2 separate regions of the Sus scrofa genome follow, and region 2 is linked to region 1. The links are chromatin contacts, called in public promoter capture Hi-C maps. All regions are on one chromosome and are shown on one strand. Each heading gives the region's core, a stretch centred on a gene start, on an enhancer-like site or on the middle of the called end of the contact. The rest is flanking DNA. Distances are from core to core; before and after follow the strand shown. Region 1 holds the start of LOC100738134 (zinc finger protein 502). Region 2 holds the start of LOC100626731 (zinc finger protein with KRAB and SCAN domains 7).

Region 1 (3,951 bases), core at 1,061-3,560:
AAAAAAGGGACAAATTAGATAATACCCATGAGTCCTTCTAGCTCCAAGGTTCTGTGAAACTCTTGACTAAATGAGTTAATTCACATAAGCATTTATAAAGGTATCTGCCACATAGCGGGGAGTCAACAGGGGTTAGGCATCATTATATTGGAGGACAGGTTGGTGACTACCAGTCTTTTCTAGTCTTAGATCATCTGAGTTGTTCGCCTATGCCAAAAGTTAGCAAACTATGCCTCTATAGTTCAAAAACAGAACTACACAATGTGTAAACAAGTGATCTTGGCTGTGTGTTTTAATAAAATTTCTTTTACAGGAGTTGCGTCGTGGCGCAGTGGTTAACGAATCTGACTAGGAACCATGAGGTTGCGGGTTCGGTCCCTGCCCTTGCTCAGTGGGTTAATGATCCAGCATTGCCGTGAGCTGCAGACGCAGCTCGGATCCCACGTTGCTGTGGCTCTGGTGTAGGCCAGTGGCTACAGCTCCGATTCAACCCCTAGCCTGGGAACCTCCATATGCCGCGGGAGCGGCCTAAAGAAATAGCAAAAAGACAAAAAAAAAATTTCTTTTACAAAAACGGGTGGTAGACCAAATATAGACCAAGAGCCTTAGTTTGCTGACACCTTGGCCTTTAAGTTACACAGAAGGGAAATGTACAGGTGCTTCCACAAATGCATAAAGTGGAATAATCTGTTGGTGATTTTAAAATGCTAAAAGGACCTATCTGAATCTACACTGGAGGAAATAGGTATTATGGAAAGGGATGTGTATGTATGTGTACGTATGCATGTGTATGTGTGTGTGTGTGTGTGTGTATATATATTTCCACCCTCATCTTGCTAAAACTAACAGGGATCCAGTTTCCTTCTCATGTCTTGTAAGTTTTCACCCTGCTGCCACTGCCCTACCCCTCTAGAATTTGCTGATGGATTCTAGAAGAGTCAGGTGGGGTTCTTCAAAAATATGAAACCACAATTCTTTCAATAAGACCACACTTAAATGTACCTTCTCTGAAGTCTTTCTTTTTTTTTACAATTATCATTTTCTTTCTTTTTTTTCTTTTTAGGACCACACCCGCGGCAAATGCAAGTTCCCGGACCAGGGGCTGTATTGGAGCTGCAGCTGCCTGCCTAAGCCGCAGCCACATCAACATCAGATCCTAGTTGCATCTGCGCAACTTACGCAGCTTGGGGCAATGCTTGATCCTTAACCCACTTAGCAAAGCCAAGAATTGAATCTGCATTCTCATAGATACTAGGTCGGGTTCTTAACCTGCTGAGCCACAGTGGGAACTCCTGAAGCCCTTCTTGACTTGCCTGTCGGCCCTAGGTAATGAACTCATCCAGGCTGCTGCATCTTTTCCTGCCTTGGGTCACTTAGCTGCAATGTGTCCTTGTATAAGCCATCTAGTCTCTCCGCACCTCAATTTCCTCATTAAAAACTAGTTAGTACACAACTGCTTCAAACAGTGCCTGGTACATGGTAAGTGACAAATAAAAGTGGCTTAAATTATCACAGAAATCTGCTGACATATCTATGTTCTAACACTACAATGGAAGCCTCTTCCCATTTGGCAAGGCTCCGAGGTCACTCACTTTGTATTCCCACCTCTAAATTATATGTAATATTTGGCAAGTAATGGATAGTAAATTTTTTCTGTTAGACATTAACGTTTTCATAAGTGCTAACATGTACATGCCATGAACTGAGCTTTGTAGAGAAAAGAAGGCAGTGACAGTCCAACTTTAGAGATGAAGAAATCGCCTCTGTACCCTGGGGAATTATAACCCAGGTCTCCAGACTTCCTAGCCAGTGCTCTTTACACTATTTGCCTTCTCCTCTTAAGTCAGTTTGAGCTGCAGCTGAGGGAAGTGGCTGGTATTCAGAAGAACTATGGCTGCCGGGATTTCGTTTCGAACATGGGTCCTAGCTCTTGATCATTTATCCCCCACTCAATCAACATTCATTCATTCATTCATTCACTCCACCATCCTTAGGCGTGTCCTCTGTGCCAGGCCTGGAGAGTGCAGGGATGAAGCTGCAAGACAGGTCAGGCCGCCGGCAGAGGCAGCAATCCGGGGAGAACAACGTCCTGGTGGGCTTCCTACACAAGCCTGTGCCCATCGCCCCGGTGGAGGCGGGCCAGGAGCCACTACTTTCCCCTCACTTGGGCCCCGCCCGCTCACCGTGAGGTCCGGGCGCTCCCCGCGGGGCGGCAACCAGGCTTCCAGACGTACAGGAAAACCTACGGCGCAGGCTCATCCGCCGGGCCGTAAGAGCAGTGGCGCGGCCGGTAGTGCGTCACCAGCGGCCCCGTGGATCGCATCTAGAGCCGCCTGTGACTGCCTCTCTAGGAATTGGGAGGAGCATCTCTATGGCAACCGTAGAGAAGGCGATCCCTGACTGTTTTTTCTCCAAGCCACGTGGCATTCTCGCTGTCCCATGAAAGACCGCTTTGGCCCAGAACACAGTGATCACTTGATGCCACAAGAAAACTGTAGACGGGGGCGTTAGGGTTGGAAAGAGTGCTAGGTGGGGGTCAGAAGGGGCCATATCAGTAAGGGATTATTATTTTTTAAAAAAAGCTCCTGATTAAGAACCTTGACCTCAGCAATGGGCTCTGACCAAGGAAACCAGCTGGTGTTTCTTCCAGGCATGAGTGGTCCTGTTACCAGCCAGGGTTCTCCACCTTTCCATTCAATAGAAATTGATAAGCCAGACAAGAAATGCAGGAAAGGCTTAATTTGGGGCACCTGCAGCAGTAGGAGGGAGGGAAAACAAGTTACATGTTCCTTTGCTCCCTCCCCAAGGGGGGTTGAACTGGTTCCTTATATGGAGTGAGGGCAAGGGTTGATCCAGGATAGGGAAGGAGGGATGATTTAGGAGGGCTGCCCACCCCTTTGGTGGTGGTGTGTGCAGGGTGCCTGTGCAATACCCTGCTTTTGCTCCCAATACCCTTTTGCTCCGGTGGCGGTTGGGTTTTTGCTTTTTTTTATCTTGCCATAATTTGCCCCAAGTGTGCATGCACCCAACTATTTTCAGTCCCTTGTAGTTTATTTTGTTGCTCCAGAAGATGTTTGTCCAGCGGCAAGCACTGAAGCAAAGGATCCCAGATCCCAGCCTGTCTCAGTCTGGTGGAAGAGGAGGTGGGAGCTCTGGCCAAAGGCCTTCCCACACTGGGGAGAAGGATAGGACTGCATGCCTGAGTGGCTCCAACAGGATACCAGGAGGCAAAGGCTTCAGCTGCAGGCCTTGCCACACTCAGGGGCACAAGTAGGGCTGGCTTCACCCCATTGTGCACTGTCTGGTGCTAGATCAAGTGGGAGCCGCACATGAAGGCCTTCCCACACTCCCCCAACACCCACATGGCTCTTCCCCCTGGTGAATTCTCAGGTGCACAATGACAGTGGAGCTCTGGCTGAAGGCCTTGCGGAACTTAGTACATGTATAGCGATTCTTGCTGCAGGCAAGAAAGTTTTTTTCCCTTTCATGTACACCTTGATGAAAAGGGAACAAGATTAGAAATGTACCATGCAAGGAAGTAGAATAACATGCCCTCTGGAATAAAAATATATCAGTCATCAGTCTTGCATTGGGCCTACTTTTTCAGAATAAAATGAAAACACACTCATTCACAAGAGAGGTACTTGAAAAGAGGTAAGAAAAACAAAGAGGTAAGAAGAATGATTATGCACAACTCTATCTGTAGCATCAATCATATAAAGATTCTACATACATTAAATCAATAAATTCCTGAATTGTATTCCCTTTGAATTAAAAATTGCAATTGAAAAAAAGTCATTAATAAGTCTATCCTCATCTACTCATCTGCAGACTCTTCAGATTGCCCTGCTGGCCCTCCGCCTTCTCTGGCTTCCCCACTGTACAGCCCTCTGGAATCTCAACTTGGAGTTTGCTGAATAATTTTTTCAGTTTCCTCCAGAATCAAATCCT
Region 2 (4,181 bases), core at 117-2,616, 100 kb after region 1:
TTAAACATACCCAGTTATATCTTATTCTTTTCTGTAGTTTCTAATAAATGAGACCTTTGCATTCCTTCCTCTATGTCTCTTTAAATCTCTTTCATATTTTCAATCTCTCCATCTCCATGCAGGAGGGCTCATTTTCAGGTTATCCAACATGCAGAATTACTTGAAACCGAAATCCTTCTCACCACTGTTGACTAATCTAGAATATGTTGATCAGACTCAAATATGTCCACAATTTTTTGCTACTTGTACCTTCAAGAGATGGAACTTAATTTCCTTCCCCATTAGTGGGGGTTGGATTTAGTGACTTGCTTCTAACAAATAGAATAAGGCAGAAGTGATGATGTGTCATTTCCAAAGGCCTTGAGTATACATTTCAGCTCTTTCTGAGATCACTCACATTGAGGTAAGCCCACGGCCATGTCTTAAGAAAATCTGAGCAGCACTATGGGAGGCTTCCCTGAGGGTGGAGGTGAGCCTGTTCTTTACATGAGGTGAAGGTAGGGGCAGGTCCAGGGTTTGGGTCAGAGGGGTGGCTTAGGTAGTTTACTTTCATGGTGGTGTGTGCAGCGGGCATACATAGCATCCTGCTTTAGCTCCTGGCTCTTCAGAAGTGGCAGTTGGATTTTTTGGTCTTTTTGTATCTTTTGTATCTTGTTGTCCATAATCTACTCAAACATCTCCTCTAGCAATAGAACAAAAACAACAACAACAAAAAAAAAAACAAAGAAATTATATGGGACTAAAAATAACCATGCAAGGGCAGTTGGAGCAAGAGATGGACAACAAGATACAAAAAAGACCAAAAAACCCAACTGCCACTTTTAAGAGCCTGAGCAACAGCAGAGTACCACCCAAGCCTCCAGCATACAGCAGCTCCCCCGCCCCCCCCCCCAGGAGGTTGGCAGGACACCTAAGCCATCCTCCCATCTTGCCCCCTTCTCCAGGAGTAAGCAAAGTTGCTTGTTTTCGCTCTGCCCCCCGCCCCCCCATCTGCTGCAGCATGGGCCCAAATAAAAACTTGCCTGAATTTGTCTGACCTCATATCGGTTTCTATTGATTAAGGAAGCCTAAGCACCTTGGTCAGTAACAGGGATCCCTAAGTGTTTTGATCCCATTCTTTCCTTGGGGGAGGAAGCCCCAGAGGGAAATCCTGCACAGTCATTGAGAGGGATGTGAGAAGACAGGCCAAGGCTGATAGGGCTCTGGGGCACTAACAGAAGGCAGGAATCCCGCGAGTTAAGTGTGTGGGCTGTGGGGCTAAGCCCCTGGACTTGGCCCTGGATCCTGGGGGAGAAGCCAAGACGTTGGTCCTCCCAGCTTCCTAGAGAGGCCTGGAAGCGCTCGGTGCCGACGCGCTTGCGCGTTAGGGCCAGGGGAGAGCTAAGCGCCGGCCGACTGGCGGGGGTTGCCACTTTTGGTTAGCCGACTGAGAGTCTCCCAGCCGGGGAGGCGGTGAGCGGCTGGCGGGGAGAGGGTCGCGTTGGGGGCTGCCCTGTGGGCGGGGGAGTTTGGGGTGAGGCGTGAGAGGGAGGCTCCGCGGGAGGCTGCTCCTGGGGCGAAGGTCTGGCCTGGGAGCCCAACCTGCCTAGATGAAGACGTAGCTGCCTGCGCTTTGGAACAGGGGGAGAGAATTTGGAGTAAGGGTTTCTGTGTTTTAGCATTTCTCCCAATTATGAAAACAAAGCGTACTCATTACAGATAATTGGGTGACGTGGGTGAGCGCAAGAAAAGTAAAAGTAACTGCAATCATTTAATGTTTTCCTCTGGAGGCTTCCTGGACACCTTTTAAAATTTGTGCATGATTATGCAAACTCTCGTACATATGTTTTTTATTATGAAATAGGGTCATACATTTCTTTTAAAAACTTTTTTTAGTATCGTAATAAAACAATACTGTGATTATATGTTCATGACATTTACCGTATGATCCATGAAAATTTACTATTTTAGCCTATTCATGTATACTGTTTATACGCTGTTTTAAAGTGTGTAATTCAGTATCATTAAGTACATTCATATTATTGATTTTTGAAAATTATATCTTGAACTTCTGGAATGCTTTTGTTCATATATTCGTTAAAATTGGTACCAGCATTATGACACCACTGGGACATATATTTGCAAGTATAATTAAAACATTTTGTTGGAGTTCCCATCGTGGCTCAGCAGGAAACGAATCCGACTAGCATCCATGATGATGAAGGTTTTATCCCTGGCCTTGCTCAGTGGGTTTAGGATCCAGTGTTGCCCTGAGCTGTGGTTAGGTCCCAGAAGTGTCTGGGATCTGATGTTGCTGTGGCTGTGGCATAGTCCAGTGGCTACAGTCTGATTCAACCCCTAGCCTGGGAACCTCCATATGTGGTAGCTGCGGCACTAAAAACACAAAACAAAGACAAAAAACACACCATTTAGTTTGCAGTTTGTTTTGTATAATACACATTACATGAAGCAGTAAATGCTGAGCAAATGACATTATGTGGAAAAATAGCAAAGGTGATTATATTTCTTTTCAAAATGAGAGGCTAGTATATATAAAATGCATTTTTTTTTGGCTTTTCTAGGGCCGCACTCGCGGCATATGGAGGTTTCCAGGCTAGGGGTCTAATCAGAGCTGTAGCCGCTGGCCTACACCACAGCCACAGCCATGTGGGATCTGAGCTGCATCTGCGGTCTACACCACAGCTCATGGCAATACCAGATCCTTAACCCACTGATCGAGGCCAGGGATTGAACCCGCAACCTCATCGTTCCTAGTCAGATTTGTTAACCACTGAGCCAGAACGGGAACTCCCTAAAATGCAGTTTTTAAGCACAAGTAACAGCATTAACCTAAAACCACTCTACTGTCTTTTGACTTGTATAGACTTAAGAAATAAGAGAATGTTCTCCTTTCTAAGAGTGGTGGCAAGGAAAAGAACACAGTCCTCTTTCAAGTTGTCTCAAGTTCCAAGCTGAAAACTCCTTGATGTTAGGTTGTTTATTTTACAAAGAGGTGGTGGTTTTGTTATACACATGTATACATCTGTGTACTATTCAGAGACTGGCAAATGAGGTTGCTTTTACATGTTGACTTTAATGCTGAAGAAAGGCAGACAAATTTTGGTTCAAAAAGTAAGCTGAAAAGATGGGAATATTTTGGTTTTGTCAGGTGTTCTTCTGAAATGGAGGATGATGTCGAAATGTCTTTTTACTGGTAGTTTTAATCTTGATCCACTATTTTTGGCAAGTTTCCTCGCTGTAAAATTACTGTCTTTCCTTTGTAATTATTAGTTATTTTGAGGAATTATCACTTACTTTGAGACTTTGCATAGAAAGAGCCTTTCTCCTCAACTTTCACCCACTAATTAGCATTTTTTGGCGGATCTTGTGTGCAGCAGTTATTGCTGTGTTGTTCTTCTAGGTGCCATTCATTTCTGTTTTCTCTTCTACATGTATTAACTGGAAATCTTTGTGAGGAAGAGTTGTGCCTCCTCTCCCATTTAAAAACTTAATTTAATTATATCATACGTGGGTATGTGATGTTGGGTGTTTATTTTTTGGTTATAATGCAGTGTAATGTTAATTATTTTGTGGCTGACCTTAGTCTTTCTTTGGCCACTGGGAGCTCTTCCAAATTGCCTCCTGTTTCCCCATACATGCTCCCATTCTTTTTAGTGTTTTTCCCTGATTTCTAGACACCACAAGATTCTCATCTTGTATTTTCACTTCCTCAAGCCCTGGAACCAAGGATTCCTGGTTTTGCTTATTATAGAATGGTATTTAGAAATAAAATTTTGAACATTAGGTTGAGCTCATTTCTTAATTGGCAGATTGGTATAAATATTTTAATGTTTTAAATATGTACTGGAAGCAATCTTTCTTTAGCAGCAATTATCATAGTAACTTGTTGGCTTATTATCAGTGTATAAAATACACCTTATGTACCCTCTCACTGTCAGGAAAAACATGAGAATACAAGACTGCTTAATAAGGATTTTAAAAGGAAATCAAAGTTACATTGCATATGAGATGATGAAGCAAAATGATGGAAAGAGGAAAGTGTCCCTAAAAATGCCTACGTCGGAGTTCCTGTCCTGGCTCCGCGGAAATGAATCTGAGTAGTATCCATGAGGACGCAGGTTCAATCCCTGGCCTTGCTCAGTGGGTTAAGGATCTTGCATTGCTGTAAGAGCCAGTGTAGG

The links. Promoter capture Hi-C pulls out the DNA fragments that hold promoters and counts their contacts.
Region 2: a contact with region 1 is called in a promoter capture Hi-C map of liver, with 3 times the contacts expected there. The contact joins the promoter of LOC100626731 here to the promoter of LOC100738134 in region 1. A contact is called at or near these places in 2 of 5 promoter capture datasets (fetal liver and liver) and 2 of 47 Hi-C or Micro-C datasets (embryonic fibroblasts and heart right ventricle).

Annotation. Positions count from the first base shown.
Region 1 is chr13:27,929,248-27,933,198 of Sscrofa11.1, reverse strand. It overlaps LOC100738134 (zinc finger protein 502), which reads right to left and starts at 2,310. Exons shown (of 3, transcript XM_021071740.1): 1 at 2,184-2,310. The coding sequence starts at 2,259.
Region 2 is chr13:27,825,546-27,829,726 of Sscrofa11.1, reverse strand. It overlaps LOC100626731 (zinc finger protein with KRAB and SCAN domains 7), which reads left to right and starts at 1,366. Exons shown (of 2, transcript XM_013990091.2): 1 at 1,366-1,452.